Regions from separate parts of the Sus scrofa genome. Here region 1 is linked to region 2. A link is a contact called in public Hi-C data. All regions are on one chromosome and are shown on one strand. Each heading gives the region's core, a stretch centred on a gene start, on an enhancer-like site or on the middle of the called end of the contact. The rest is flanking DNA. Distances are from core to core; before and after follow the strand shown.

Region 1 (3,386 bases), core at 20-2,519, 290 kb before region 2:
TTAAAATAATAGTAATTGGGGGAAATTATTCTCCTTAATCTGTATCTTTTGGCAGTGATGACTAACCCAGACTTCACAATGGGCTTGTGCCCAAGGCCCAGGCAATCAGCACGTTCCTTTCCCTCTGGGTTCAGGGATGGGGTCTTGGTCAGGAGTCAGACACAGGGAACAGAACAGGAATGACTTGGCCGTTTTTAAGCAGAAAGATACGGAATGCAGGAAAACAGGTGCTCATGACATCCCTGGAAAAGTGGGCTGGGTCTCCAGGAAAGAAGCTTTTTGCCCACCAGGGACCAAGGTGGAGAGAGAAGAGCACACCTCTCTTCCTGGCCCGGAGTCATCCCATTCAAGAATATACCCAGCTGCTACAATCCAGGCCTCGGAAGCTTCTGGACACCCATGAACCTGGAGATTGTACCTGAGACTTTGGCCAGGAACCAAGAGCACCCTTCACGGCTGCCTTCCACATCTCACGCTAGGACATCTGATGAATGGAACCTAATTTGCATGTGAACCCTAGCTCAGTGGGGCTGAGGATGTAGATTTCCATTCTGCAACCTTTGCAGCCCAGGGAGGGATGAGAATGGGCTCTGAGGGCTGGCGCACCTGCCACCCCAGATGGGTGCATTGCTCTTGAGCAACAAGAGTTTGGCCAACAAGGAGGGAAGAGAAACTCTGTTTCCTGCCAGATGTGAGCATCAGAAGAAGTAGGTTAGGAGCTACGTGATGCCATCTTGACATCATATAAGGTCTGAGAATGAAGCCGCTCTGAGGTGGAGAATAGAGCCAATTTGAACCATCAGGAAAAGTCAGGTGGGATTTCCTGTTGTGGCTCAGCGGTAACAACCCTAACTAGTGTTCATGAAGATGCAGGTTTGATCCCTGGCCCCGCCCAGCGGGTTGCCCTGAGCTGCGGGGTAGGTGGTAGACTTGGTTTGGATCCTGAGTTGCTGTGGCTGTGGTGTAGGCAGGCAGCTGTAGCTCCAATTCAACCCCTAACCTGGGAATTTCCTTATGCCACTGGTGAGGCCCTAAAAAGGAAAAAGAAAGAAAGATCAGAGGGCAATGGAAGATCCAGAGAGGGCAGGCCACAAATTCAAGGTCACACTACATTGGGGGTGGAGCTGGATCTCAGACCACCCTCCACCTGACTCCCAGTGTGGGCCTTTCCCCATCATATGATCCTTGACCTCCTCAGAACCTGCCATCCCTCCCTCCCCCACCCCCCGGCCCCAGCAGCACTGCTCCCTTACCCTCTGCAGCTGGCAGGGTTCCACAGCCCCTGTTTATTAAAGGAGCTGATGGGTCTGACCCTGCTGAGCAAGCAGAGCTCCCATAGGTGGGATCTAGCAGGAAAGCACTCGGAACTCACTTTCCCTGCAGACCGGGTAGAGCCCAATGTGTGTGAATAACTCATAACCGGAGCCTGGCTAGTGAGGAGCTCAGAGCTGGCTTTGAAAACACCCTAGGGGTTCTCTCTGAGTGGCACACTGAAATGTGACCACACCGGTTCAGGCTATTTTAAGCCTCGGAAATCAAGGGAGGTGAGGTGGGGTGAACCAGCAGGCTGGGAGAGCAGATGAGTTCCAGGCCAGCTTTCTCCATGCCTGCAAGGTCACCTTCCCCTGTCAACAGTGATCTTGCTTTCCTCTCCCCTCTTCTCCCTGGAAGAGTGGGAAGGAAGGACAGTTCTGACCCCAGGGGTGGACATGGGGGTGGTGGTTGGAGGGAGTGGGGGCGGGGGCAGGAGCGCCTTGGTGAATAAGATGGGCGAAGGTGTTGTCTGCCAGGTCCCAAGTGCTTCCCCTTACATTTACTTATTTATTTGTTTTTGATTTTTGATTTTTTTTCCCTTGTCTTTTTAGGGTTGCGCTTGCGGCAGATGTAGGTTCCCAGGCTAGGGGTCTAATTGGAGCTACAGCTCCTGGCCACACCACAGCCACAGCAATGCCAGATCTGGGCCACATCTATGACCTATACCACAGCTCACAGCAACACCAGATCCCCAACCCTCTGAATGAGGCCAGGGATCGAACCCGCAACCTCATGGTTCCTAGTGAAATTGTTTCCTCTGCGCCATGATGGGAACTCCACATTTAGTTATTTATATTAATTTCTTAAATCCTCACAAAAACACTTCAAGCTGCATACACCTGTTATCTCCATTTGTCACAGGAAGAAACCGTCTGAGAGAAAATAAGAAGCTTTCCCAAGGGCCCAAGGTGACCCAGAAGAACTGAGATTTGAACTGGGTGGGTCTGCATCCCTAGTTACTATGCCCTGTAGTCTCAAACCCAATCATAATCAGAGCTACCCTTACCTACACATAGGTTCCTTTCGCTTCCTCCCAACAGCTCTGGAAGTTCCATCTTGTAAGTTTCATTTTTCAGATTGGGAACCTGAAGCTCAAAGAGCTTAAGGAATCTTCCCAAGGGCACTCAAAGACATACAGATGGATACAGCAGTGCCAGGACTGACCCCAGTCTTCTCCCTCCATGGCCTGGTCTGACCTTTATACTGTGCCAGCCTTAGTTTTCAGGAACGATGACACAGATTCTTGTAGGACACTTCCTCTGATCCCTCTTCATCTGATGCTAAAGAAGCAGGGGTTCTCAAAGTTTGGGTGACTTGCCCCAGGTTCACTGCAAACAAACCCAGACTCTGGACTCTTCGGCAATGTGTATGCAAACTCTATCTCCCAACTCACGTTATAATTTCGGGCTGTTTTATCTTCATTTCTAGTGAATCTTTATTGGGCAGTGGCTTCTACCGTTTGGCTTAGGTTTTACCTTACCCTCTGTCAACTAGTTCATGATTTGTAATTGAAAGAGAAGGAGGTTGGGTTGGGGCTTTTGTACTTGCAATGGATAGTCAATAAGGAGAAGACTCTTTTCAAAACCTAAACCTCCCGTAGTACAGTGTTGACACCAATGAGTGTTTGCCACTGAGGTCCTGAGCACAGCTACACTCAAAGTCAAAATATAAAATTCCTCTTTGTATTTTCTTACAAAGACACATGTTGGAAGGTGAGAGGGGGCCTGGGAGGGTGAGCAGTGAGAGAGGGAAAACGCCCAGAATCTGGGAACCAGTAGGCATGTGATGTGATCTGACTTTTCTTGAGGATTAATGATCCAATTTTTAAAATTTTATTTTATTTGTCCTTGTGGTGAAGTCGATGATACAGTTCTAAATAATATGACAGGTATGGCAGAAAGCCACGTTTTAATTCCTTGATTTATTCATCCTTTTCTGAAATCAACAAATATTTACTGAACTTCTCCCCTGAGCTGGGTACTGCAGAAGCCTGGTGCTGAGGATCCAGAAATCAATCAAACCAGGTCTCTGCCTTCCTGGAGCCCAGTGAGAGAGACAAATGAGAGGGTTTG
Region 2 (3,809 bases), core at 28-2,527:
TCCCCACTCCAGGACAGCTCCCTAGAGAAAAAGCAACTTTCTAGGAACTTGGGATCCCAAGGGGAAAAAACTCCACATTTCCACAAAGAAACAGCCAGTAGCACCATCTTTAAGAGTGGAAAACTGGAAACGATGGGGAAATGGCTCAGCAAGGCACAGAGGAGCCGCAGAATAAAATACTACACAGCTATTTAAAGTGATGAGCGTGCAGATGTGGGAGACCCGCCGAAGTATCAAATCTATAAAAGGTGGCAAAACCGCACACACAGGAATCGCAAAACATGTAAAATGACATGTAAGCGAACCAAAGTAGGAAGTGGGCTGGTGCCGAGTCAAAGAGTTCAAATTTACTGGGTTATTTTTTTCCTTATAAAGATACTCAAGGGTGTAATAAAATAATGAATAAGTCATAAAATAAAAGACCACAGAGGCATACCAAACATCTTAATTTTCAAATGAGGCACACAAACGTTTTTCAAGGGTCTTGAATAAAGCGAATGATTCAGGAGTTACTACCCTTTTCCATTTCACCCTCCAAATGCAATGAGGAAAAGATGAACACATAAAAACCAAAATTATTAGGCAAACACCTCTGCAATGCTTTTCTCAATTTCCTGGTTCAAAGTCACAGTCAATGAAAGGTGTGAAGTGGGAACCACACCTGCTCTCTCGGGCAAACCTCCTAATCCCCCGCCATCCTCAGGCTTGTGAAGGAGAGAAAACTGGCTCTCTATACTCTTCTCTGAAACTCAGTTTGCAAAAATACACTTACACGAGGAAACAAAGTCAGTTGAAAATAGACTAAGGAGAATTACCAACATCTATATTTCCAACATCCCCCTAAAAAAAAAAAAAAAAAAAGACGAGAGAGACCTCTGGCAATTAAAATTGACAAACGACTTAAAAAAAAATCATTCAGGGGAAACAAAAGACTGAAGGCTCTTCAAATAGCCTGGAATGACGTGGAAGATACAATGGCGTCTGTACTGGGGCTGCAGAATCCAGAATTTTGAACAGCAGGCATACTTGAGCCTATACTCTTAGATAACCACTTCATCTGTCTTTGACACTTGCAGCCAAGCAGTATACAAACACACGCTGATGGATGTGTGCCAGACAGAAGGCCTTCAGCACCAGCAAGCTTGGGGTTGGAACACGCAAGGTTATAATGCACGTTTCGTACTTGTGATGATGTGTTCGTGGAGAAGCAACAGGGCTTATTTTCACAGGTCTTTTCTGTTACTGGGCTTAATTCTGTACGAATGGTGCTTTCAGTCTATTCCTGTGAAAACCTGACATTGATCTCCCTTCCTCACTTTTCCTGTCAATCCTAGAGCTTAGTCTCTCCCTCTTGAAGAGCAATAATCTAAAATAATGAGAGGTATTCTGTGCATGTAGAAGTGACGGCTTCCAAGTCTCTAGACCCCTTGGCCATGCTTTAGAGGCGTGGCTTGCTGCTCCTGAAATGGGCACGTGACGCTCTGTATCAGAAAGCCCATCGCTAGCCCTGTTGAAATGCTGTCTGTATACCATCCCTCGGCTGAAGTGAAGCAGAAAGGGAGCAGTTTCAATGAAGAATTAAATTTGCTGACCCACTTGGGTGGAAGAAAAAAATGCTCTGCTGGTGGATTAATGTGATTGAACAGCTTGATGTCACTGCAGCTGTGGGTGGCACTTGATATGAGGGGAGGGAGCACTGGACCCCACATCAGACCTGGGTCTTGGTCCTGCTGGGTGACAGTGGGTAGAAAACTTGACCTCTCTGGTCTCAACTTTCTTTCTTTTCCTTCTTCTTCTTCTTTTTTTTTTTTTTTTTGGTCTTTTTAGGGCTGCACCCACGGCATATGGAAGTTCCCAGGCTGGGGGGTGAATTGGAGCTGTAGCTGCTGGCCTATGCCACAGCCACAGCAATGCCAGATCTGAGCCACCTCTTCAACCTATACCACAGGTCATGGCAACACTGGATCCTTAACCAACTGAGCGAGGCCAGGGATTGAACCCACAACCTCATGGATACTAGTCAGGTTCATTAATGCTGAGCCACAATGGGGTACTCCTGGTCTCAACTTTGATTGCTACAAATGAGAATTGGACAAACGACATTTTAAGGAGTCTCCTGGTTTGAAATTGATTCTATGATTTCTTTCTCATCAGGTACTTTAATTCTCACAAACAACTGAGTGGATAGGTATTCATATTCCAATCATGGAAATGAGGAAACCAAGCTCAGAAAGGCCATAACCTTTGCTCTGCTTGTTCAATTAGAAAGGGGGAAGCAGGGCCAGGATCTGAACCTGGGTTGTCCAACTCCACACCAGCACAGCTATCTCTTTTTTTTTTTTGGCTTTTTACAGCCAAACCCATGGCACATGGAGGTTCCCAGGCTAGGGGTCAAACTGGAGCTGCAGCCACCAGCCACAGCCACAGCCACAGCCATGCAGGATCTGAGCCGTGTCTGCGACCTATACTACAGCTCATGGCAACGCTGGATCCTTAACCCACTGAATGAGGCCAGGGATTGAACCCACAACCTCATGGTTACTAGTCAGATTCGTTTCCACTGTGCCACAACTGGAACTACACGGCTGTCATTTTAAGTAGTATCATCACTGCTTCAAATACAGCATTAAGTCTTTATTACGCTTTATATACAAATTTGCATACAGACAATCAGTATCCTGGAGTCTGAATCTGAAGTCTTCCTTTATTGAAAAGTCAAGCCCCTGGGTATGTTTTAAGGTTTGTTTGCTTTTAGAGGGCTCAGACCTGGCCTCTTGAAATTAACAAGTGTGAGAGAAAAGCTTTCCCTTAATTTGGGACACAGTCTTTGGAATGAGGTAAGGTCTGCTTTCTTTGTTCTTTTCTCTGCTTCCAAAGCATGGTTTCTTCTGAAACACTATTCCCAGTCTTTTTTTCTTTTTGGCCACACCTACAAAATGTGGAAGTTCCCAGGCCAGGGATAGAATACTGTGTCATAGCAACAACTCGAGCAGCTACAATGACTTAAGCTGCTGCCAGGTCCTTAACCTGCGGCACCATGAGGGAACTTCCTCGATCTTTCTTGTAATTACACAAATACCATGTTTTGGGTTTTTTGTCTTTTACATAAGGACCTGATTATAACACTTACTGGTGGAGCAACTCAATTTGCAGTCCAGGAGAAAGAAGAATTACAACCAAGTGGCATTTATGAAACACATGCCAGGAGGACAAAGGTTGGAACACGAAGATGATACAGAGGAGAAACCCCAAGGGATCTGAGCCTGAGGCTCAAAAGTAGGGAGTTTACCAAGTTTTGAAAACAAGCCTTTTCTCCCACCCTCTTCAGTTGGGAGCTGGAAGGATAAACACATCCCTCAGCAGGGGCACCTGAGGCTCCACCAAGGCCCTGGGGAAATTTGAGAGCCTGTGCAATCTGTTTGCTACTTTCTTTTTTATTTCCTTTAACAGTGACCTTGAGCAGAGCTCAGAAACGGCCTTTAATTTCATAGCTGAAGTGTTCCCGGGAGGGGATATCTCCCAGGCTACGCGGCAGGGCTTGGTCTTGTACCTGCAACAGCTCCCAGTGGTGCCACCAGCATCAAATTCACATGGCCCTAGGGCTCCCCCACTTCCCAGACCTGTGCAGTGTGGGCCAGCCTGACCATCATGCCCCTGGTGGCTCCAGCCCCAGCAGGCAGGCTCTTCCAGTCCCCTGATCACCCCACTGCCTTTTCTCTGACAAGTCCCAACTCCTCCTCTAGCCCCCCTCGCCCTTCCTCTCCCAGCCTCCCATAACTCCTCATACTCCATAGTTTGGCAATCAGTTA

What was found. A called contact is a pair of places that touch in the nucleus more often than the background predicts.
Region 1: a Hi-C map of heart right ventricle shows a contact between it and region 2, with 5 times the contacts expected there. The contact joins two enhancer-like sites. A contact is called at or near these places in 3 of 47 Hi-C or Micro-C datasets (epiblast stem cells, fetal heart ventricle and heart right ventricle) and 1 of 2 datasets of contacts at active chromatin or transcription factors (skeletal muscle).

The regions. Positions count from the first base shown.
Region 1 is chr14:124,322,759-124,326,144 of Sscrofa11.1, reverse strand. No RefSeq gene overlaps it. Among named protein-coding and RNA genes, the nearest start is that of ADRB1, 76 kb to the left of the region's middle. Within about 2 kb of position 1,269, at least 3 of the 83 cell types and tissues checked have an H3K27ac peak or open chromatin away from gene starts, as enhancers often do.
Region 2 is chr14:124,032,434-124,036,242 of Sscrofa11.1, reverse strand. The region is part of intron 2 of CASP7 (caspase-7); the gene reads right to left. Among named protein-coding and RNA genes, the nearest start is that of CASP7, 17 kb to the right of the region's middle. Within about 2 kb of position 1,277, at least 4 of the 83 cell types and tissues checked have an H3K27ac peak or open chromatin away from gene starts, as enhancers often do.